Regions from separate parts of the Mus musculus genome. Here region 2 is linked to region 1. The links are chromatin contacts, called in public promoter capture Hi-C maps. All regions are on one chromosome and are shown on one strand. The core of a region is the stretch at or near the end of the contact, and the rest is flanking DNA. Distances in the headings are between cores, read along the strand shown. Region 1 holds the start of Nfix (nuclear factor I/X). Region 2 holds the start of Rtbdn (retbindin).

Region 1 (2,760 bases), core at 214-2,713:
CTTGTCGGAAAGGGCTCTGGTTTAGCAAAGGATTGCCATTAGGGACTTGGGGTTGGCCTAGAGAGCTCCCACAGACAGGCCTGGCCAGCAGGCAAGGCTAGACAACCTCCACAAATTCCCTCTGCCTGCCGAAATCTGTCATCTGCCCTGGCCTGGTCCTGCAGATAGAGCTGTGAGGGCCCCTCTAGATCTGGGTTGGTCTGGCTGGTGCCCTCTCAGAGCTTGGAGTCACGGCTAAAAAGAGTGGGGTGGCAGATCAGGCACGCTCCAGGCCTGAGCCTCCGCTACACCATAGCGCAGGGAACTTCGCTGGAGGCGGGACGCGTTCTCGCGCTCGCGCTCCCGAAGCACGCCAAGGTCGGCGCTGCTGTGCCCGAGGCTGACCCGACGGCTGATCCCAACAGGGTCGACCTGCGGTGGCCGCCGCCGCTCCCGCCCTTCCCGCCTGCGGGTAGCGGACCGGGATTCCCCGGGGCACTTCCAGGTTCACGCAGCGGCGGTCCTGGTCTTCGAGACCGGAAAGTTTGCACGGAGGAAAGTTTGGGGCCGGGGAGCCGCGTCTGCAAACGTCCAGGATCCGCAGAGAGGCGCGGCCCGGGCTGGCAGCACGCCCGTCCCTCCCTCCCCTCCCCTGCCCCTCCGAAATTTGGGAGCCCCGCCATTTTCTCAGCCCCGCTCCCATGCGAGGCCTGAACAAAGACTTTGGGGAGACGCCCGGGCCGCTCGGGCCGCCCGGGGCACCCCAGCCGCACGCAGAGCCGCTGCCCACACGCCCGCCACTGCCACCCCGGGGCGGCCGCGCCGCGCCGCGCGCACGGAACGCCGCCCGCCCGTGCTCCCCCGCGCCCCGGGGCCACTCTGCCTCCTGCCGCCGTGTCACCCTGCCCGCCCGCGCCTGCCACCACGCCGCGTCGCCGCGCAGCAGCAGGGGTCCGCTGTCCGCCGCACCCCGCCGCGCGCGTTCGCCCCTCGCCCCCTCTCCACGCACTCCTGCCGCGCGCCCCGGGGCAGCGCCCCCGCGCCCCGCCCGCTGCCCGCGCGCCTGCGGGACCCCGGCCCGGCCCTCCCGGGGCGCGGGGGCGGCGGCCGGTACCTGGGTGAGGCAGTACGGGGAGTACATCGCTGGGCGCCCGGGCGCGAGCGCGGAGGCCGGCCGCGGCGAGGGCAGGCCCGGCAGGCGGCGTCGCGCTGGCTGGCGCTCGGGCTCCGGCTCCGCTGCTCCGGCCTCTGCCGCGCGGCGCCCGCCCGGCCCGCGGCCCCGCTCGGCCCGCCGCCGCTCCGCGCTCACAGGCTCGGCCCCGCGGGCTCCGGGCCGCCGCCGCGCTCGCCGCTGCCTCTCGCGTCCGCCGCCGCCGCCGCCGCCGCCGCGCGTCTACTCCATGCCGCCGCCGCTCGGCCGCTCGCCCTCGCCCGCCACCGCCGCCGCCGCCGCCGCCGCCGCGCTGTGAAAGTGAAAGTTTAGACAAAGTTTGGAAGCGGCGCACTCCGGGGAGAGGGAGCGGGCGGGCGGCGCGGGCGGGAGGAGGGGCGCGGGGAGGGGCGGGCGGGGCGGGTGAGCGCGGCCGGCGCGCACACACATGCACACACGCACACACGCACACACACATACACGCGGGGACGCACACCGACGCGGCCGCCCCGACACGTGCTGGCCGGCGTTCGGGCGCCGACACACGCTGACACGCAGCAGGGCTTGGACGGGCACAAATGTCACGAAGGAACGCAGGGCCTATTCCTCATGGAGTCGCAGCAGACGGCGGTGCACACCGGGCACAGACACGAGCAAGAGCCACACACCACCTACTGTCACATGTCGTCCCAATGCAGACAGATGCGGAGAGCCACACTAACATACATGCACGTGCCACACATGTTCCTGCAGAATATTGACACACACGATCACACAACCATATATACCTTGTCACACTCTGGATACACAATGACACACCAACACACAGCCACGCCAAAATATCTTGGAAGACAGCTATGGCAACCCAGACATGGTGACACTGACACATGGGAGCCCCCATACAAAGGACACAAAGTATCACTGTACATACACACACACACACACACACACACACACACACGTTATACATTGAGTTGGCCAGATATACCCCAGACCTAGGGCACACTGATCTACAATCCTGATAGCAAAACAGCTGGCAGGTTCTGTAAAAACTCTCTCAAGTATAACACGCATGCATGCGCGCGCACACACACACACACACCACCCTTACCCTTCATATGTCTCCCATAGCTTTGCACATGTCCTGGGACTTAGGAACATTATTTGTATTGTGGTGATGCTCCAGCCCATTGCAGGCCCAGGATTCCCCATTTCCACTGCAGATGGGAATGAGGTGGGGTGGGTTGGCATATGGCATCTGTCTGCAATCCCTGCACTCAGAAGCTCCAAGAGAAAAATTATAACTGAGCTGTAGACCAGCCTGAGCTACATAGTTTGAGGCTGGCTTGACCTGTGTACTGAGACCCTGTTTCAAAACACACACACACACACACACACACACACACACTCTCTCTCTCTCTCTCTCTCTCACTCTCTCTCTCTCTCTCTCTCTCTCTCTCTCTCTCTCTCTCTCTCTCTCTCTCTCTCTCTCGCAACAGAGAGAGAAAGGAAAAGTCTTCACAGAGAGGGAGGGAAGAAAGAAGCTGGGAAGGGGGTACTGGAAACTCTGAAGTAGGACATAGAGAACTGTTGGGTGACTCTAGGTTGATGGGAAGACTGTGCCCCAGTCC
Region 2 (2,817 bases), core at 91-2,590, 150 kb after region 1:
GGGCAATAACTTTTCTTGCTGCACCTTCACCCCTAGACTGGCCAGGTGCCTAGGCAAGAACCTTAAGCCCCCTCTCCCTCCGACTCCGGCGGGGCCAGGCGCCACCCAGGCCATCCTCGAGGGGGCGCGCTAGGATGCAGCCCCTCCAGCAGCCTCTGGGATACCGGGGCGACGCCTGAGGGGCGGGGTCCGCGCTGCCAGGACTCGCGGACACAGCACTCTTCGGCCGAGAGCATCCTCTGGCAGTACGAAGGGGCGCCACGGCCGACCCCTGGTGCAAGTTCTCCTGCGTTCTGCTCGGCCCCGCCCCAGGGCACCGACCCCATCCCCTCCTTGGAGCCCGGGCTGCAGCGTACCTGCAGCCTCCGGCGGCGGATCAGGCCAGAATCGTCCATGGCGGCGGCGATTTCGGTCCGGGGGGAGGAGGGAGGCGGCGGCGGCAGGAGGAGGGAGGAGGGAGGGAGAGAGAAGCCTCGGGGACCGCGGCGGCGGCCGGCGAGGGGGGGCCCGGAGGGGCGGAGCGAAGCGGGGCGGGCCCGGCGCCGTCACTGCGTCTGGGAGCCGGAGCCGGGTTTTGGCCACCGCTGCCCGCGCTGGGGGTCCGGTGGGAGGGGGGGCGGGTAAACGGGGTTGGGTGGGTGGAGTCTCCAGATGTCCCTAAGGGAGGCATGCTGGAGACAGACCCTATCAAGATAGTCTCTTTCACAGACCCTCCAACCCAAGAAAGATCCCTAGGGGAGTTATTCTCACAGATGAATTCCTGGTGCGACTAGAGACACCCCCCCCCCACACACACAGGAGACACATTCTCACAAGCGTGTGATTTGCTATGAAGAACTGTTCCCTCACCCTGAAAATCACTCCTAATAGAGATAATGTCTGAAAGATGACGTTTCATCTCAATTTCTCCCGTCCTGAGGCGGCATTTCTTCAAAGATCCAATAGGTGACATATTTGGGAACCCTGGAAAGACTATCCCCCCAACGGGACGGCTCGAAGGAATATTCTCTTCTCTGTGGGAAATTGTCTCCACCCCAGGGCACCCTTAGATCTCCACTGATGCATTCTTCCAGAGTCACGTGTTCAAGCAAGAGGCTGGACCTCATGGGAGTTTCCCCCTTAGAAAAACGTATATATACACACAGACTTCCTTCCTTTGCCTCCCACAGGGCAGAGCCCCTCAAGTCTTGCATCCCCTCCAGAGTCTCAGCCTCATGATCAGGATTAAGGAGTCAGGCCAGGTCAGGATATATTTATAAGAGCGATTAGCTGGTAGCTGGGGAGGGGGCAGATGAAGCGATTCTTACTCCGCCCCCAGTAATCACTCTGCTGAGCCCAAACCAGACCATGCTTCTCAGAGTTGGAGAGAACACCATCTGAACCCTAGACAGAACGGGAAGGCCTTTCTTTCCTTGGGTGGCAGCCTGTAACTGACCCAAGGTCTTGGAGGGCAGGGTCTCTGGACTAGAGCGACCTCTGCCGGACAACGGGACCACAACGAGGTCTGGGTCAGTGTGTTCTTGGTTGATCCTCACGTCTGCACCTTTGCCTGTATTATTGTTGTCTGTGTCTTTCTTTCTTTCTTTTGGTCAGCATAGCCATCTCAATGAGTCTCTTGCTTGTACTGTCTTTTGTTCCCGGCTTGTATTTTTCTCAGGTTCTGGGGCGGAAAAGCTGTCCAAGGTGCTGGCCTCGTGCTACTGTCCACGGTGCTGAAATATGAACACCCTGAATGAAATGAGGGCGCGTGTGTACACAGGGTCTTGCGGGAGGAAAAACCCACAAACAGGATAAATATGACCCACAACGACCCTGGCCCAGCCCAGACAAAAAATGGGTCCTGTAACTCGGTTCCTGGGGCCTCTGTAATGCCACTGTTGACCACAGAAAGATAGAGGCAGGAGTTCCCTACACCCTGGGCTGTACAGTGCTATCTTACCAGAGGGGAAGGCATTACTAATTCATTAATTTCCTTACTCAACATTTACTGAGTATGTGCTGTGTGCAAGTGTAGAACAGGGTTTGGCAATATGGGAGTTCATCAATAAAAGACATTAAAAAAACAAGAACAAAACAAAAACAAACAAACAAAATCCCATCCTTGGGGCTGGAGAGATTTCTCTTCTCTTCTTTTCTCTTCTCTTCTTTTCTTTTTTCTTTCTTTCTTTTCTTTTCTTTCTTTCTTTTTTTTTTTTTTTTTTTTTTTGAGACAGGGTTTCCTCTGTATAGCCCTGGCTGTCCTGGAACTCACTTTGTAGACCAGGCTGGCCTCGAACTCAGAAATCCGCCTGCCTCTGCCTCCCAAGTGCTGGGATTAAAGGCGTGCGCCACCACGCCCAGTGAGACTTCTCATTCATTAAGAGCACTGGCTGCTCTTCCAGAGGACCTAGGTTTGATTGCTAGAACTCATGTGGTGGCTTACAACCATTCATAACTCCAGTTCCAGCAGATCTGATATCTTCTTTTGGCCTCCTTGAAAACCAGGTATGCATGAAAACAGACATGCATGAAGCCAAAACACCTATACAAATAAAATAATTTAAACTTTATATATATATATCAGTTGCTGCTCATGCAAAGGATGGGAGTTTGACTCCCAGAACCCACATTGGGTAGTTCACAACAGCTTATAACTCCAGCTCCAGGTGATCAGAGATATCTGACCTCTTCAGGCACCTACAGTAAAGTACACAGATAGCCCCTCCCAAGGCATACTAAAAAAATAACTAAATAAGTCATAAAGAAATGCCTGCTGTACACTGAGATAGGAGGAAGACACATTTCTGGTAGTGGTATACATATTCTACAAGGATGGAT

The links. Capture Hi-C pulls out chosen DNA fragments and counts their contacts.
Region 2: a promoter capture Hi-C map of adipose tissue shows a contact between it and region 1. The contact joins the promoter of Rtbdn here to the promoter of Nfix in region 1. A contact is called at or near these places in 2 of 39 promoter capture datasets (the C10 cell line and embryonic stem cells) and 3 of 9 other capture datasets (adipose tissue, liver and pancreatic islet).

The regions. Positions count from the first base shown.
Region 1 is chr8:84,798,905-84,801,664 of GRCm38.p6, forward strand. Nfix (nuclear factor I/X) reads right to left here and starts at 1,464. Exons shown (of 11, transcript NM_001371053.1): 1 at 1,094-1,464. The coding sequence starts at 1,120.
Region 2 is chr8:84,945,651-84,948,467 of GRCm38.p6, forward strand. Rtbdn (retbindin) reads left to right here and starts at 1,341. Exons shown (of 7, transcript NM_001357326.1): 1 at 1,341-1,502. It also overlaps a transcript of Mast1 not described here.